4 separate regions of the Mus musculus genome follow, and regions 1, 3 and 4 are each linked to region 2. The links are chromatin contacts, called in public HiChIP or PLAC-seq maps. All regions are on one chromosome and are shown on one strand. The core of a region is the stretch at or near the end of the contact, and the rest is flanking DNA. Distances in the headings are between cores, read along the strand shown. Region 1 overlaps Gm34068 (predicted gene, 34068). Region 2 has its middle 110 kb from the start of Dusp10. Region 3 has its middle 48 kb from the start of Gm39724. Region 4 has its middle 71 kb from the start of Gm34130.

What was found. HiChIP or PLAC-seq counts read pairs in DNA pulled down with a chosen protein or histone mark.
Region 1: a contact with region 2 is called in a FOXA1 HiChIP or PLAC-seq map of pancreatic cancer cells. The contact joins two enhancer-like sites. A contact is called at or near these places in 1 of 484 Hi-C or Micro-C datasets (the N1E-115 cell line) and 1 of 115 datasets of contacts at active chromatin or transcription factors (pancreatic cancer cells).
Region 3: a contact with region 2 is called in a FOXA1 HiChIP or PLAC-seq map of pancreatic cancer cells. The contact joins two enhancer-like sites. A contact is called at or near these places in 1 of 15 datasets of contacts at CTCF or cohesin (the NIH/3T3 cell line) and 1 of 115 datasets of contacts at active chromatin or transcription factors (pancreatic cancer cells).
Region 4: a contact with region 2 is called in a CTCF HiChIP or PLAC-seq map of the NIH/3T3 cell line, with 5 read pairs. The contact joins two enhancer-like sites. A contact is called at or near these places in 2 of 15 datasets of contacts at CTCF or cohesin (the NIH/3T3 cell line and pro-B cells).

The regions. Positions count from the first base shown.
Region 1 is chr1:183,760,044-183,764,621 of GRCm38.p6, forward strand. The region is part of intron 1 of Gm34068 (predicted gene, 34068); the gene reads left to right. Among named protein-coding and RNA genes, the nearest start is that of Gm34068, 13 kb to the left of the region's middle. Within about 2 kb of position 1,753, at least 5 of the 459 cell types and tissues checked have an H3K27ac peak or open chromatin away from gene starts, as enhancers often do. A contact at or near this core is called in pancreatic cancer cells, where this site is marked.
Region 2 is chr1:184,137,687-184,141,668 of GRCm38.p6, forward strand. No RefSeq gene overlaps it. Among named protein-coding and RNA genes, the nearest start is that of Dusp10, 110 kb to the left of the region's middle. Within about 2 kb of position 2,650, at least 48 of the 459 cell types and tissues checked have an H3K27ac peak or open chromatin away from gene starts, as enhancers often do. A contact at or near this core is called in the NIH/3T3 cell line and pancreatic cancer cells, where this site is marked.
Region 3 is chr1:183,677,373-183,682,024 of GRCm38.p6, forward strand. No RefSeq gene overlaps it. Among named protein-coding and RNA genes, the nearest start is that of Gm39724, 48 kb to the left of the region's middle. Within about 2 kb of position 2,744, at least 51 of the 459 cell types and tissues checked have an H3K27ac peak or open chromatin away from gene starts, as enhancers often do. A contact at or near this core is called in the NIH/3T3 cell line and pancreatic cancer cells, where this site is marked.
Region 4 is chr1:183,863,674-183,868,022 of GRCm38.p6, forward strand. No RefSeq gene overlaps it. Among named protein-coding and RNA genes, the nearest start is that of Gm34130, 71 kb to the right of the region's middle. Within about 2 kb of position 1,563, at least 34 of the 459 cell types and tissues checked have an H3K27ac peak or open chromatin away from gene starts, as enhancers often do. A contact at or near this core is called in the NIH/3T3 cell line, where this site is marked.

The DNA of each region.
Region 1 (4,578 bases), core at 503-3,002, 380 kb before region 2:
TAAGCAGTAGGAAGTCAGTACTACAGGCACAGGACATGAAGGCCTGGTGAGCTCCTAAAAGAGATGCTGACCAGCACTGACCAAGCATGGCCAGGACGCTCATGCCAAATGCCATGAAAGGATTAAAAAGCAGAGGGTGGCCTAAAGACCGCCACAGGCCAGTGTGACATTCCTGTGTGTTTTGTTGAGTCCAGCAGGAGAGTGGCAAGGAGGAGAGGAAGTGGCTTGAGTCATGGACCTCACAGGCTCTGGTTCTCCAGTGATCTGGGAGCACACAGGAAAGACCTTGAGGAAATCTTGCCACTAAACTTATTAATACCTTGAGCACTTTAAAAGATTGGGGGCAGGGAGGCAACTTTCATTTCAAACCTTAGCCTCTATCCTGAGAAGATGATAGGATTCATGAGTGTTATAATGATACCCTTTCCTGAAGTAGTTAAATGGCTTCCGGTCTTGTCAGTTGTTGATATTCACTTCTCTGGGAATTTTAAGCCTTTGACAACAACCTATCATGTACTAACACAGAACATACTAAAATGTTTTTTCTAAATATCTTTCTCATGTTGAATTATACTCTGAGGTATGTGTATATGTGTGCACACAAGTGAAGATGTAAGATGTGTCTATGTGTAAGCTTGTTTCATATGTGGTATTTTGGACAATGTGTATGCTAAGTGTGTATAAATGAACAGGACGGATATGGTTGAGCTTGTCCAAGTTGAGATATGCATATCTGTGGTCAAAGTATTTTATGCCATGTTGGAAGAAGTCACCCAATAAAATATTAGACAGATACAATGTCATCTCTATTTAAATTAAGACACCTTATGCATGGGATGTGGTGGTAAGTTGACTCTCTAGGCGACTGAAGAGGTTAGCCCTGATATATAGCAATTGCCAATAGCCATGGTGTAAATGCTTTCACCGCAGATAACTTCAAATTGTCAGTATGATATCACTAAGTATGGAGATCAGGGTTGGCTCATATGTGTCAGTAGGAACCTGACTAAACATGTAATTAACCACTATGAAGTCAAGTGTATAATGACATCAATAATTCTCACTTTTTGGAGGCTTTGAGAATATTTTCACACACACACACACACACACACACACACACACACACACGTGTGTGTTCCTTTCTCATGTATGACCACCAGGGAAACGCTGGTGTAATATGAATGAAGAGACTGTGTCTTTTAAGGAATAAAACATGAGACATATATAAGCACTGTTAAACCAGAATAAACTAGGACAGACTTCAACCATGGGTTAATATTGGACAAAGAACACACAAAGGAGGCTGCTTAAAAGGGTGGTTAGCTGGCCTAGCAAGGAAAACAGCCAGAAGAGATAGCCAAGGATATTAAAGACATAATTTTTCCTATGTCATAAATCTGCTATGGGTATGGGCTGCTCATAGATCATAGAACTTGCCATGCAGGGTTCATGTTCCATTACCCACTCTAATGGAGGAAAGCCGAACAGTGAAACTCATAACAATGTTCGGCTCTGAAAGGAACATGCAATTGGATCTGAAGAGAAGGTTGGTCTTCTTGTCCCATGGGTGGCTTACCTGCTTTCTCGGGAGTGTTGAGAACACACCCATGACAAAGCATCTTGTTAGGAATCAAGAGAAACCATGGGCCAAGTTCAATCCCCTTTGTGTGCTTGAGTGTAGGGTTACTGCGGGGTAGTTAGCTCCCCATGAGAACGTTGGCAGTCTCACTCAAGAATCAGTTCTAAGTTTGAGGTGGTGACTCAGTGGGTGATGTATTTGCTGTACAAACATGGGGGTGTGAATTCATATTCCCAGCATCCATGGAGAAGCTGAAGCTTGGCATGGTGGCACATGTCTGCAAATGAACTGGGGAGGGGACAGGCAGATCCTGTGGCTCAGGTTCAATGAGAGGCCATGTCTCAAGAAAATAAGATGGAAAAAATTAGAAGAAACCATGTAAGCTGACTTCTGTCCTCCATATGTGAAATTATGAACACACACACACACAAACACTCACAGACACACATATGCACAGGCACACACAGGCATGCACACATGTACACAACACAAATTCCTTTTTTTTTTTGAGACAGGGTTTCTCTGTGTAGCCCTGGCTGTCCTGGAACTCACTCTGTAGACCAGGCTGGCCTTGAACTCAGAAATCCGCCTGCCTCTGCCTCCCAAGTGCTGGGATTAAAGGCATGCACCACCACTGCCAGGCCACACATGAGTTCTAATGAAAGGTTTGAAATAAATCTTGTCTTAGAAATAAAAACGTCTTTTTCTAAGAAAAACATATTTAATTCATTTGTAGGGTTTAGAGGTTCTCTCCCCTACCCCCAACCCTGTGTGTGTGTGTGCACGCGCACACACGCACACGCGCACAGGTGTACAGCTTCAGTTGCTGCTGACTATAAGAGAAATCAATATCTGGCCACTGGCAGTTGTGGACTGTTACAGCTTGGTGACAGCTGATATATTGGTACTTGGCAATGAGAAGAAAGGCTGGTATGCATGCTATCAATTTTTAGAGCTTATTTTATCTATGCCAATACCAGTGACCCAACATTCCATTTATCATTCTTGCTCGTGGAAGAAACAGTTGATAAAGGACAATAACTTTTAGCCTATATAATTCATATACTTTTCCATGTACCAGTTGTGGGATAGAGAAATAGAAATATAAAGTTCTCTTGGAGGTTGGGTGTATGGGACATACTTGGCGATGCATTTCTGTTGGAAGAGGACTTGCCTACCATACACAAAGCCACAGGTCCAGTCCCTAAGCAGTGCATAAACTGGGTGTGGGCCCACACTTGTAATCCTAGCACTTGGGGGACAGAGGCAGAAAGACCAGAAGATCAGGGTTATTCTTCAGCTACACAGTGAGCTTGAGAGACATTGCCCAGCTTGACATACAGGAGATTGTTTCCAAAGGAAAGAAATCCTTTAGTTCCGAGGCCTGAGCTCCCAAAAGCCTAAGCAGTGAGTGGCTTCAGCTTTTCCTTCCGTGTGTGGCATCTACTTGTTCATGTTTGCCTGCCTTCAACACCACTTCTGGGCTGTATTACCTCACCAAGAGATGAATGCACCGCTATCTTTCTTGGTAATGAGAATAATCTTGATATCTAGTACCCCAAAGCAGGGTGCTGTTCACACTTGGCTGAGGGTTGCTTCTACCTTATTCTAATCCACAGAGATCCCTGTGATACTAGAAACCAAGGCTTGGAGTGGCTGAGCCATGACCCTGAACCTCCCCAGATTAAGTAAGGGTGACCCTTTGTTTGCTCTGTCTCCAAACAAAGCCCACTTGCTGCAAAGACGCACAGGCACACCCAGTGCGTTGTGCTTTTAGTATCTCCTTGTTCTGATATAATGTATGCATAACAGCCAGAAAGATCACCCCACTGACCCTCTCTTTCCTGGGAGACCTCCTGACAGACCCACCCCAAACACTTTGACCGTTTACTTCTAAAAACCCTGAGAACTCAGCTACATGCTAAACTAGCCCAGATCACAGGTTTCTCTCTGCATCAAGTGCCATCTTCTTTAATGCACAGCAAGCATGTGATCAGTTACTTGCCCTATCTATTTTCATGGACATCTATGTGGTTTTTTGTTCCCGAGGTAATAGGTCTTAACATCAAGAAGAAAACTGCTAGGCAGAAAAACCAGGCAAGTGGTGACGCCTAAAGATGTTGTCTCTTCCTTTACCTTTGAGATAACAAATGAACTCATTCTTCAAGGCTTATCTCAAATTACACAACTCTTTTCATATCATCTATCTAGCTATGTTCTATCAACCATCCATATATGTATCTATAATCTTATCTATCTATCTATCTATCTATCTATCTATCTACCCATCCATCCATCCATCCATCCATCCATCCATCCATCCATCTATCTACCCATATTTCTATCATCAATCAGTTAATCATCTATTGGTAGTAGCTAAGCCTCTTCTAGGAGTGGTGTGGGAGTGTAATGCAGACAGCTGTCCTTATGGCAAGGCCTGAGGAGTTGGGTTCCCACATGGCAAGGACCTGTGGGGAAGATTGTGCAGAATCTCCTGGCCTTTCCTGAGGGAATGCTGGGATCGCTTTTGCCTTGCATTTGGGTTTTTGGCTTTGCTATTAGAAGATTTTACTTTCACTCTGTCTGTGACAGACATTTTCCCAGGATCAGAAAAAGAAAGCTGGGGCCGTCATTTATTCTTGTTTGTCTTCGAGAATCATGGGAGTGGAACAAAGCACTGCCCCTCTGTTTGTTAATGGTGGTGATGTGGTTATGTCAACATGAGGGGCCCGGTCCGGGTACGTCAGCTAATGCCCAGATGTTCTCATTTGCCCACCAACCTGTTCCAAACAACAGCTCGATGATTATCAAGAGGTTAGAGAGGTCTTGCTGGATCATTGGTTCCAAGACTTAATAGGAACATTTGGCAGTGAGCCAAGCAACGATGAGGAACTGACTCAGGTTACTAAGCTGCAGAGAGCCCTGGGCGTGACAGGAATTAGATCTCCTGATTAGGATATGGAGAGATACTAGGCACCAATGATTAAATCAGTATTTCC
Region 2 (3,982 bases), core at 1,400-3,899:
TTTATATTCTGAAAAGTGATTTTTATATGAATTCTGCTTTGATCCAAAGAAAATCCTCATGAAGCAAGGAAAATATTGCCATGTATTTACAAATGTTAATCCTAATTAAGTATTGTTGTTTTAGGTCTGCTGAAGTGCCTGGCTGGCATGGGGGAGATTAAGGAAAACACTGAGGGAAGGAAACTCCAATAGGAAAGGACTGGAAAGTTTCGCTGACTCTCTGGGCTCCAGAACTGGGGACTCAAGCTTCTGTCTTCCCAGGCAGAAATCAGACTCGAATCAACCCACTGAAGGGTTACCCCGGAGCTTAACAGCCTAAGATCAACAGCAAACCCCTTTCCCATTTTGTCATATTTATTTTGTCATCCTGAAATAAAATTCATTGTATGAATTATTGTAATTAAAAATTGTCCTAACCTGAGGCTAGGGAGATGGCACCCCAGGTAAGAAGGTAGGAACCAAGTTTGGTTCCCAGTAGCCACATCAGTTAGCTCACAATTGCTTGTAACGCCAGCTACAAGGGATCAGACACCCTCTTCTGGCTTCCATAGGCACCCGCATGCATCTGCCCACACTCATACACAAACACATAAATAAAGATGAAATATTTAAATATTGCCATAGTTAGGGGTGAGGGGACAGCTTGGTGGGGTAAAGTACACAATGTCTATGTAAGCATAAATCCCCCAAAGCCACATAAAATAAGCTCTAGTAGTATATCAGATTCAGTCCACGTGTGCCTACAAGATGGGAAGCTGAGACAGGAGAACCCCCAGAACTTCATGGACCAGCTAGCCTGTCACTCACAGCCATAAACAACAAAGACACTGTTTCAAACAGTGTGGAGGGAGAAGAGAGTGATGTAGTAACCCTTTTCCACATTATCTTTATACAGAAACAAAATCCAATGTAAGTATCAATAAGGTTCCCCTAGGGCCAGATAGGCTCATTCTAATTTTTTTTTTCATGAAAACAAAAACAAAACAAGTCCCCTTAAATCCATAGTAAACAAGTAAGGAAAATGTCCCTGCTTGTACTCCTATCTTTGAAGCTAGGGTTCTTTAAAGCTAGGGTGTGTGGGCATAGGCATTAGGACTGTTGACTAACTGAATGGAAAGGGAGCATAAAATGAGAGCCATGTTCTCAACAGAGGTGACCCCATGAGTCAGAGGGAGCGGGAGCAGGTGGCATGAGGGCAGTAAGTGACATCAGCCAGTGATTCAGGTTTGCCCAGCTCATCAAAGCTCCATAAAAAACAACCTGTTCACCGGGGCTCACAAAGCAAGGTGGAACACAGAGGCTCAGGTTGTCAAATACCTGGGCAGATGCCATTCCCAGTGTGCAGGAGCGGGCACCAGAAACTGTCTGCCTACAGGGAGGCATTAAAGGGTTCACTGTAGAAATGACAAGATACAGTAAAGCATAGTGCTAATCTTTGGTTTTTATTGAGTGCAGGCAACTCACAAAAATCCACTGATGAGCAAATATCATGCATGAGTTTTTTTCCTGAGTTTAATATAACTGAGCAGTGACTATTTTTTTGCTTGTTTACATTTATGTATTTTAGATCCGTCTGTCTGTCTATCTATCTTCCCCATGTGTGTGTGTGAGTGAGTGTGTGTGTATATATGTTCATATATACTATTCCATGCTTGTGTGTGGTTCAGAGGACAATGCCAGGGGACTGACTGATACTCCTTGCACCACACATTATCCAGGGATGAAATAACGCCAGATTAGCCTTGACCTTAAGCTCCTTAACCCAGTGAGCCATCTTACCATATTATCACAATTCCTGTGGCCATTTCATGGGTCTCAGTACCAAGACTGATTGCTCACACTTTGAATTCAGGTTGCTTTAGTTATTCTGAAGCCTGTGGGTTCCATATAAATGTACACTTACCCATCTATGTTTGCCCTCCCACCACCAGTGAATAAGGTGTCTCTTTTCCCCACATTTCTACCAGTGTTTGTTGCCATTTCTTTTCTTGATGATTGATGCTCTCAGTGGGAAGAGATGGGCACTCAAAGTGATCTTCATTTGCATCCACACAATGGCTAAGCATGCTGAACATTTCAATTTTGTCTGCTCATTTTGGTTTCTTCTTTTAAGAAGTCTCTGTTCAGTCTATCGGCCCATTTATTGTTTGGAAGTTTTATTTTGTGGAAGTAAGTTTTCAGTGGCTCCTGTAGTAGTTTGAATGAGAGATAGCCTGCGTATTTGAATACTTGGTACTGAGTTAGAGGTACTGTTTGAGGAGGTAGTAGGACTCTCAGGAGGTTCAACTTTACTGGAAGGAATGCATCATGGCTAGACATTGAGGTTTTATAGCCTCCCTACTCTCTCTCTCTCTCTGCCTCTCTTCCCCTTCCCCCCATTAGACTGTTTGTCTGTCTCTCTCCTCCCTCCTCCTTCTCTTCTCACTTCCTGTGTGTGGAAGAAAATGTCATCAGCCAGTTTCCTGCTCCCACCTCCATGCAGCTCTGCTGCTAAGATGGACTCCATCTCTCTAGAATTGTAAGTTAAAATAAACATTTTATTCCCTGAGTTGCTTTTGGTCCTGGCATTTTTATCACAGCAACCACAAAAGTGATGCAGCTCCCAGTCTCCCAGCTTGCACTGTATTACGTTTATTTTCAATCTCAGGAATGTAGGGCTGACCCGAGAGATCAGAAAAACAATGAAAGTAGTCATAGGCCAGTTCCTACTCAATAGCGTTAAGAAATCCAATCACTTGAGATTCGAGACACCAACATTTGACTCATTTATAAATCTAAGAATAGCTAAAATCTTGTCCAAAAGATTAGTCAAAACTGTCACCCTGTGGATGGAAACTCTCTTGTTGTTTTTTTTCTTCCCCAGGTAGAGGAAGGACAGGTGCCCTTCCTGGGTTATAATGCAGGCTGGGTTCACTCCTGTAAGAGAACTAGCCTATGGCTGTAATGGCCTCCCGTTGATGACTCATCCTGCCATAAAGTTGGATTTGTTTATTCTGGAGACTCATATTGTCATCCCAGCCCTGGGGTAATTTAAGCTCCTAAGAGCTTGTAAATAGATGGTTAAGGTGCCAAGGAAAGTAATTGGATGAGTATACTTCTCCCTCGAGTTACAGCCAGACTGTGGTATGTGGGCTCTGTGACGTCATGTGTCTGATGTGACGTATCACATGCTTCTGTGATTTCCCGATTCTTCTATCATCAGACCCATTCAACCGGTCCCCTCTCCTGTTACAAGCCCAACCCAGATGTTCCCAACAATATTGCTCATTCCTATCCTTTCCTGGTCATAAGCTGCTGCTTTCAGCTTTCTGTTTCTCTCAGAGATCTCTAGAGATCTCCAAATAGAACAAATTTCTTTTGTGTTGGTTTAAATGAGATATATCCTTCACAGGCTCATGAACTTGAACAATCAATCTCCAGTTGGTGGTTCTGTTTGGGGGAAGTTAAGGAACCATTAGGAGGTGGGGTTTTGCTGGAGGAAACACATCACTTGGGACGGTAGTGGAGACTTATAGCCAGATTCTACTTCCTGTCCCCCCTTTCTCTGCTTCCTTTGTGTAGATAAAATATGAGAACTCTGCTCCTGACAGGCAGGCTGGCCGCATACTCCTCTACCATGCCTTCCTATGTCCACTGGAACTACGAGCCAAAAATGGATCCATTTTTTTTTCTTAACTTGCTTCTGTCAAGAAGTTTATCACAGCAACAGAAAAGTAACTACCACAGATCCGTAATGACATCGAAGCCAACTGCAGACTCAGTCTGTGGGCCTGTGTCCAATCCTGACCGTCAGTCATGAGTCTCAGCAGCCTCCTGCTGAAACGAATGTTAAGGAGAAGAAGCATAGATGGAAACAGCAGGTGAACGTCTCTACAACCTAAGAGATGCCTTACAGACTTCCGACCGTGCATTGCTATTGCTGATGATCTGTAGTCAGTTCATGTGACAAGAAGCATGTAGCCCTTAGAGTGAAAAGACCAAG
Region 3 (4,652 bases), core at 1,494-3,993, 460 kb before region 2:
TTTAATTTTGTCTAACCTGAGGAATTTATAGCCATTATAAGTGGACTGTTAGGTTGTGCTCCCTAAAGCTGGTAGTTTGAACTGTTCAGGTTAAATTATTAATGAGAAGCCATATTTATAGAGGGATGAGGTTGTAAAATCAGGGTTTCTGGAGTGTTTAATTAAAATGGCCTATTTAATTATTTTTTCTTTCTTGCTCTATTCCTTATATTATCATCTTAAATTTTAAAAATATTGGCTCTGTGATTTTTGTTTTATTAGATTCACATTCATTTGACTTTAAGTCACCCATGTGGTTTGGGGAGGTAATTGTCTCCATTTGATTGGCTTTGCCATAATTCTACTGGGGCTTTCATCTTTCTTCTGGGGGTTTCCCCTCCACATCGTTGGGCATATGAAAATACTACCTTAGATGTTTCATAGGTATTTTAAGATAGGTTTGTGGGGGAGGGCATTTCATTTAGCTGATTTCAGCTATCTAATTAATTCATCAGAAATGAGGCCGAATGAGAGGGAGGCCCCATAGACCCAGGCGCACTGAGAAACAGATTAGGTTAATTCCTAGCAGAGCCAGAACACACTCGGGTTAGGGGAACAGAAGCTTTTGTGTGTGTGTGTGTGTGTGTGTGTTATATGTACATGTGTGTGTTTGTGTGTTATATGTACATGTGTGTGTGTATGTGTGTTATATGTACGTGTGTGTGTATGTGTGTTATATGTACATGTGTGTGTTTGTGTGTGTTATATGTACATGTGTGTGTATGTGTGTTATATGTACGTGTGTGTGTATGTGTGTTATATGTACGTGTGTGTATGTGTGTTATATGTACATGTGTGTGTATGTGTGTTATATGTACATGTATGTGTTTGTGTGTGTTATATGTACATGTGTGTGTGTGTATGTGTGTTATATGTACCTGTGTGTGTATGTATGTTATATGTACGTGTGTGTGTGTTTGTTTGTGTGTGTGTGTTATATGTGTGTGGGAATACTTACATGGCCTCCTTGTAGAGGCTAGAGGACAGTGTGTCAGGTGTCTTCTTCTGATACCTCTCACTCTATTCCTTTTGAGACAGGCTCTTCCACTTAACTTGGCTGGGAGTCTGCGAGATTCACTGATTTTCTTATTTCTGCCCCTGATACTGCTGGGGTTGTAGGTATGTATGGCTGTGACCAACTCTTTACCTGAGTGCTGGGGATTTGAACTCATGTTCTCATGCTTGTACACCGATAGCTCTTACTCACTAGGCACCTTCCCTCCCTCACCAGTGATTTAATACAACTACGCATTTATCTTTCTCTTTGTTAGTAAGTGGTGATAGAAGATCTGACTTATATATTTAAACATAGATGGTCTAGTGTTTTACAAATAAGGACACCTCACTTGAGTTTTAAACTTTCCTTGAGGAATGGTGGGACAAGTGGATGCTCACAGTCAGCTATTGGATGGATCACAGGGCCCCCAATGGAGGAGCTAGAGAAAGTATCTAAGGAGCTAAAGAGATCTGCAACCCTGTAGGTGCAACAACATTATGAACTAACCAGTACCCCAGAGCTCTTGACTCTAGCTGCATATGTATCAAAAGATGGCCTAGTCGGCCATCACTGGAAAGAGAGGCCCATTGGACACACAAACTTTATATGCCCCAGTACAGGGGAATGCCAGGGCCAAAATATGGGAATGAGTGGGTAGGGAAGTGGGGGGGGGGGAGGGTATGGGGGACTTTTGGGATAGCATTGGAAATGTAATTGAGGAAAATACGTAATAAAAAAAAAAACCAAAAAAAAAAAAAAAAACCAAAAAAAACATCAACATGTCACAACCTAGAAGCACGTGGGAAGGGAGCCTGAAGGAGAAATTGCCTTGATCAGATTGGCCCGTGGGCATGTCTCTGGGGGGTTATCTTGATTGCTTTGGTTAGCAAAGTTTGGGAAGGAACACCCTAAGTGGAGGTGGCATCATTTATAGGCTGGACTGTACAAGTAAAGAAAGCTAGCTGAATAGAGCAAGCTGGCAGTGTGACTGTGTCTAGTTTTCCCTGGTCTTTGCCGTATATATGACATGACTGGCTATCTCAAGCTCCTGCCTCCCTAACTTCAATGATAAACAGTAACCTGAAGTTGTAAGACACAAATCTTCCCTATTTGTCAGGGTGCTTCATCCCAGTCACAGTGACAGTGAGACAGAGCTGTGTTTTAGGTCTCCTGAGTTTCCTATTTTTTCTTTTAGTGAACAAATAGTTTTTTTTTTTTTTTTTTTTGAGTGTTTGGTTTTGCCTCAATTTTCTTATTTTGAGGGAGGGAAAGGCGATGAAGGATGGGTAGTTGTACTATCACTCTATGAACACAAATGGAGGTTTATGCCCACACAGGAGAATGTTGGAGTCAGGGACCATTAAACTTTCTTCGGGCTCAGATGGGAATCCTGGAATATGTTTGAATATAAAACCGAAGCCAGTGAACTCCGAGGGGAGACATGATCCTGGGGTTGGGGCTGGAGACAGTTTGAACAGAGGGACAGTTTGAAGAGGCGAGTTTGCCTAAAATCTGTCATGAGAATTTAAGCCATGGATGATGGGAAATTGTGGAGAGAAGGATTGGTTGTTGTGTGAACTTATGCAATCAACGTGAGGGCGCGCACACTTCGTCTGGCTCCAGGCCAGCAGCTCTCTGAGGAGCACTGTCAGGATTAATCAGAGTTTGCATGGAAACTGCAAAACTGAGAAACCCCTGCGAGTGCCAAATGTTATCAGCTTGCATCACAGCTTAAGTATTTGGTGGTGTGGTGTGAGGAGGAGCCACTTGCAGGAAATCTTAACGTTTTTTCTAGCGCTCTCTCGCACCCAACTTCGTTTTGATTTCACTGGAGCTTGGTGACTCGGGATTCTTCCTGGCTGTCTTTCTACTTACCTCCTAAGCGTGACAATGCCTGTGCTACATTCCTGTGGTTTGTGTTCTTACTTGTAATTTCAAATTAAAGCTATTTTATACATGGGAAGAGTAAACAGAACTGCAGTGCAGGCCTCAGAAACGATCTTAACTGGGATTGACAGACAAAACTGTTTCCTTTAGAAGAGATCTGCTTTCCCACCTTACCCTCATGCAGTGTCCTGTAGAGAGTCTGGGGTTATAGAAACATCTGCACAAAAAGTGGTCCCATCCCAAAGTGCAGATTCCCTTCATGCCACCAACTTGCCATTGTTGTAACCCCCAAATTAATGATACTAGAGAGACTTGAGTGTGTGTACAGTTTGCCTCTGTGTTCCCTGCCACCACCACCACCATCCCACCCCTGCAGCAAGCCTACTCCTCCTTGGCCCCTCCCCTATTGTTAGAATGGCACTACCCATCAAACTCCCCCTAAATGAAGACATTTTGAGGGGACAGCTTGAGACATCCTCCCCGCCTTTTTGTCTCCAACACTCTTGATAAACAGCCGAACTCTTCAGGGTGCTTGTCCTTGAGACCTTAGAAAAATCACAAGCTCAAGGGAAATCAGAGGTCAGGTCAGAGACAGTTATGACTGGCTATGAAGTTAGTCCCTGAACAGACACCCATTAACCCCCTCCCACTTCTGTACCTTTCCACCAAATGATTACAGCCCTTTACTCCCCTTTTCTGTGAACATTCATAACTATACCGTATATAAACCCAGTGTTTTCTGAACTCAGGGTTGCTTGCCAGCATTCACTCAGTGAGTTCGAGGCAGGCAATCCGAGTTCCAATGTGGAACAATAAAAGACTCTTTTGGGAGTTGCAGTGGACTTTGCAATTCTTGGACTTGTCTGGGTTTCCCGTGGACTCCGGACACAATGCCATCGGTCCTGGTTTGAAAACCACTTTCTCCCAGCTGTAGTAGACACATGCAAAGCCAGGCCTAGGTGCTAGTGAGGCAAATGGAAGGTGGAAGATCTCTTTGTTCTAAGTGAAAGAGGATAGATGTATAATAGAAAGATAAAATGAAAATCAAGGCTCATCACAGAGTAATAGGGACTCCATTTTGGACTCCCAGGCGAAGGTCCGCTCTGTCACAGCAGCTTTGATAATGATGGATAATCTTTAGCACTGAAATGCTGTCAGTCATTGGCTATAGAGAAAAAGCTGTCTTCCTGCTGGTGTCTATTGTCCACTTCTGGAGAATGTATTAAGTGTCCTTTTTAAAAAATTTTTTTAAAATTTTAATTTTAATTTTTTTGCTTCTGTGTATATTCTATAGTCTTTCATTTGTTTATACTTTATGCTGGTGTGGTGGTTTGAATAGGTATGGCCCCCACAGACTCACGTGCTTGAATGCTTGGTTCATTTTTTTAATCGATTCTATGAATGCAAGCATTATTATTAATGTACCTTCTTCCATAGACATAAATCCCAACAGACCCCTGCCCCAACAAGGAAGTTGAAAAGTCAGAAATCCTGTGACATTGCATCTCTGCTTTGGTACCCAGAAGAGAGCTTGAGACTCTTCAAGGCTTCCAACGCTTCGGGGAGTCCAGGGTCATTCTGAGAGCACTCCTCGGAGTTCTTCTGCCTGGTGGTCCTTCTTGTTGTACAGTAGTGACGACAGCGTGTTATCCAACCCTTGTAGCCCTTCAAAAACTGCCTGTGCCTCATCTCTCTTTGACGCTGCTTGAAGAACCAGTAGCTGATGACT
Region 4 (4,349 bases), core at 313-2,812, 280 kb before region 2:
CCTTACTCATAGCCAAGAAAGTGGGCAGAAACCATGGAAAAAAATGCTACTTCATGTCTCCCACAGCAGGCTCGTGCTTAGCTAGCTTTCATATCCAACATTAGACTGCCTGCCCAGGGAGTTGTGTCCTCCTGCATCAATCACCAACCTAGATAGCCTCCTACAGACATGTCCATGGGCCAATGTAATCTTGACAATCCCTCAATTGAGACTTAAGCTGTGCCACGTTGGCAGTTAAAGATAACTGGGAGACTACCTATCATCTTTCATCTGTCTATCATCTTTCATCTCTCTATTTTCACCATCATGATATAGTTACTCATCTATTTATAATCAAGCTATATCAAGCTATTTGGGGACTTAGAAAAGAGAATAAAAATAAGCAAACCAAAAAGGAATTACTGGTAACTCTCCCTGAGTATAATATTATAGCTGCTTTATACTTTCTTTGATGCCTTTACTGTAGTTCCCAAGGGCTAAGTGAGCATGCAATTTTGATCACAAAAGAGAAATCAAAATATATCATAAACTAAAGCAACATCTATGATCTTGTATAAGAATTTGATACATTTTATTAGGTTTTGTATGGTGTTTTTAGTCCCTTCAAATTTATGCTTAAGAGCATATGAGACATCTACATTCCTACAACTGCTGTTATGTTACACTTAAGCTTGAGAGGCCTGTTAAAATCTAAATCACTAGAGATGGGGTTAGGTAGTAGAGCAGGGTATATAATCCTAGCATGATTGTCATAGGCATGATCTGTTTATTTTTCACATATCATGAAGTGATCTTTAAAGCTCTTGAGTCAATTATAAGATTAGCTTTCTAGGTAAAGGGCAATAATTTATACCTTAGAGAAAACATTCTTGGCATTGAGGAAGGTCATATTTTATGATGTTTGGAACTTTATGTAGAAAAAGAAACATGATAGCTCTGTGTTTTAATTAAGATTTATTTTTCATTTAATTTGTGGAGTTGTCCATTGTTGTTGTAGAAGTTCTGGGCTTCTGAATCGGGAGTGCACGGACATGGGAGCTCTTCTTCCTATGGGGTTGTATACCATGTAGTAAAGATCTAAGGGAGCTTACTTAGTGCAGTGACATGCACAGGATACATCAAAGTGACATTAGATCTTAAAGAGGCCCTGCTAGATGAACCATTCTGGAACAAAAATATGTGGTCCTACTTGGTGTTGTGACTCTTAGGCTGGTAAAATTCCCAATAAGTGGTTTCCTGTCTGTTACCTCCACCTCCACCCCATCCCTAAGTGTGTGCTACATCTCATCAACTGAAACATTAGTCACATAAACTAGCCAGATCTAATGGCAAAACCCAGCATTAATTGGCAGAAGACATTTGGCCAATGTGGGAATCTCACCTTCAATATCGATCACTCCTCAGGGCAGAACAGGTAACCTCTCTACACCAACCCTACTAACTAGCTAATGGGTCCTACATGAATGCAGCCCAAACCACATATTAGATTGCTAGTCAGACTGGAATGTTCCTCAGTTGTAATCAGGAGCAGCGTTTGCAATTTGGGCTTATCCACATGATCCGTCTCTTATTATTACAGATCACAAAGAACCAACTGTATTCATAAGCATATGAACATTACTCACACAGGCTAGATTGTATGAGCAAGAAAAAACAAAGAAAAGAGTAAAATAAATGGAGCAAGGAGAGAGACACAAATGTGAGATTGTTGAACTGGACGGGATCTTGGAGAGAAACCCAGGCTTCTGAACTCAACATTTTATAGCTTGTCTTTATAACGAAGAAAGGAAGCAAAGAGTACTCAGCTCATTAGGGGTGGAGAAGGGGCCAGGGCATTTAACTCTTTATTTCTTCTAGCTCTTAGAAGTCTGCACACTATCTGAGTTGCCATTCTAACTCATGAGAGGGAAAGCAGCTACTGGGTGGGAGCTAAAAGAGAGAAGTGTGATCTTTGGTGGGGATGGAGATGAAGACCATGCCTGCTTTTTAATTTAAAGAGAGAACATGCTCTTCTGTTTTGCCTACTGTTAGCATTGGTGTGGCTCAGAATGACTGGGCATTCCAGTCTCACTTTCTCATATCCTCTTGGCCTCTAGATTGCCCGAGGCTGTGCGACTGCCCTGTGCTTATCTATGGCTTTAGTGAAGTCATGCTCTGCCACTACCTTCTGGTCATCCTTCCAACTCTCCCGGGACTCTGCTGAGGGCCTCCTGGGCTAAGACCTCATCTTCTCTGAAGACTGCTGTAACTAAGATGGTCTTGAATATTGTAAGTCAGAAGTCAGACCACATGGTCCAAGAAGAACAGTATCTAGTTCCTTATTCCCTCCCTTTTAGGAAAGCATGGTTAGTGTTTGAGATTCTCTCTCTCTCTCTCTCTCTCTCTCTCTCTCTCTCTCTCTCTCTCTCTTATATTAGAGGCCTGCTTGTGGTGGAACTCTTCTGTTTATAGAATATCTGTCTTGGAGGGTTTAGAAGTCTTCACATCAAAATTACGTAAGTCCTTCCCCAAACACGTCAGTGAACACTGAGTTTTGATGGCCAGGTTGATTTCTAAAATATCCTTGTAGGAATTTGAAAACCATCAGAGGCTTAATATTGTTTACATCGATATCTGTAGTGTGTCCCCAAGGTTTGTAGACACAACTTGTCAGTTCCTTATCTCCTCTAGGGTTCTAAATGCCTGTTCCTGGGTGTGCTTCAGCTACTGAGAGGCCACAGGAAGAAGAGAGCACAGCTCAGACCTTCATCTCTTTTCTAGGACCACTTCTACCCTGCCCCTCTGCCCATCGTCTGTTCATTATGTCTGGAAATGAGGGAGCTAGTCAACACAATCCCACTGTTTTCCAACCCACCCTTCACAGTGTTGTCAAAGCATCAGCTTTCAATGCATGGAATCAGCTGAATTGTCACCACATCCATGGATCCTTGCTGTGTAAAGCACAGGGCCTATACAGTACCCATGGCTGTGTGCCACCCACCTCGTACCTCATGTAATGCTGACTACATGCATGCTGAAATTCTGATCACTAGGACAATCAAACCTCACAGTGCCCTTTAGGTCCCCCTACCTGTAAACCTCACATTCTCCCATGAAGGGGACTTTACAGTACAGGTCAAAGTCCTGTCTTATGAAGATTTCCTATGTGCCATGAACCCTGTAGAGTATTGCCCTTTCTACACTACAAATATAAATGTAAATGAGTTGCTTATCCTTTTCCTGCCCAGTTTTTCTGACCTTTGAATTATAAAGGGCAATGTCTTCTACCACCGAGCTTCATCTTAGCCTTAAACTTCTTTCTAATGGTTTAATTTAAGCAACCCATGATTCAAAGCAACAGCAAAGACCACAGTCATTCAGAGACCCACTGGAGGATGAAGAAGGGAAATTGGTGGTATTTTCAGAAATAACAGGTTACGGCTGTTCTTGCTTGTCAGTTTGACTACATCTGAAATGAACTAAATGCTCAAGGGTCATCCCAGACTGTGATTGTCCTCAGTTAGAAACTGTTTCCTCAAATAGTAATCAGGGTCGAGGGACCCACCCTGAGTCTGGATCACACCCAGTGGCAGCCCATTGAAAAGAAGAGAAAGAGGAACATTTGTTCTTTGCCTGACTGCCCTGGCTCTTGTTTCACTGGCATTAGAATCCACTTCTTCAGGATTCTAGACTGAAGACCAGCTCAGATACCCATTATGTGGACTGAATAACTACTGGATTCTCAGACTGCTCTTGAGAGACAGAACTGTTGGATTGGCTGGACCGTGGCCTGATCCTTGGGGTGGTAGTCTTTTTCATCACCTGGATACTTATTAGAAAAACAAATTTATGGTCTCCAATCCAGTTCTGCCCATCAGAAACTAGCTGGGGTGAGGCAGGGCACAATAATTCCTAGTGCTGACTGCTCTTTAGTGGTAGCTTGGAAAACAGGAACTCTCAGGGCCAACTTTTTGAGGGAAAGCACAACTACGAAGGGTTTTGTATACACATGTGTGTGTTTGTGAGTGTGGGACAGTGTGTATTATGAACATGCATCTATCTGTATCTGTGTGTGTCTATCTTTGTGTGTAGGTATATGTGTATATGTGCCTGTATGTCTATGTGTGTACCTATGTGTGCACACATGTGTGAGAGTATTATGTATTCTATGTGTATGTATCTGTGTGTATGTTTGTGCCTGTGTGTCTGTGTCTGTATGTGCATGCATATGTGCATGTATGTGTGTATGAGTGTATTTGCATATGGACATCTTAGAGAGTTCTTCTTTATATCCATCTATTCCTTGTCATCATGACAGCAGTATCTGTGTTGCTTGTGGAAACTATTATGTATAGAGGACCTTCCAGATG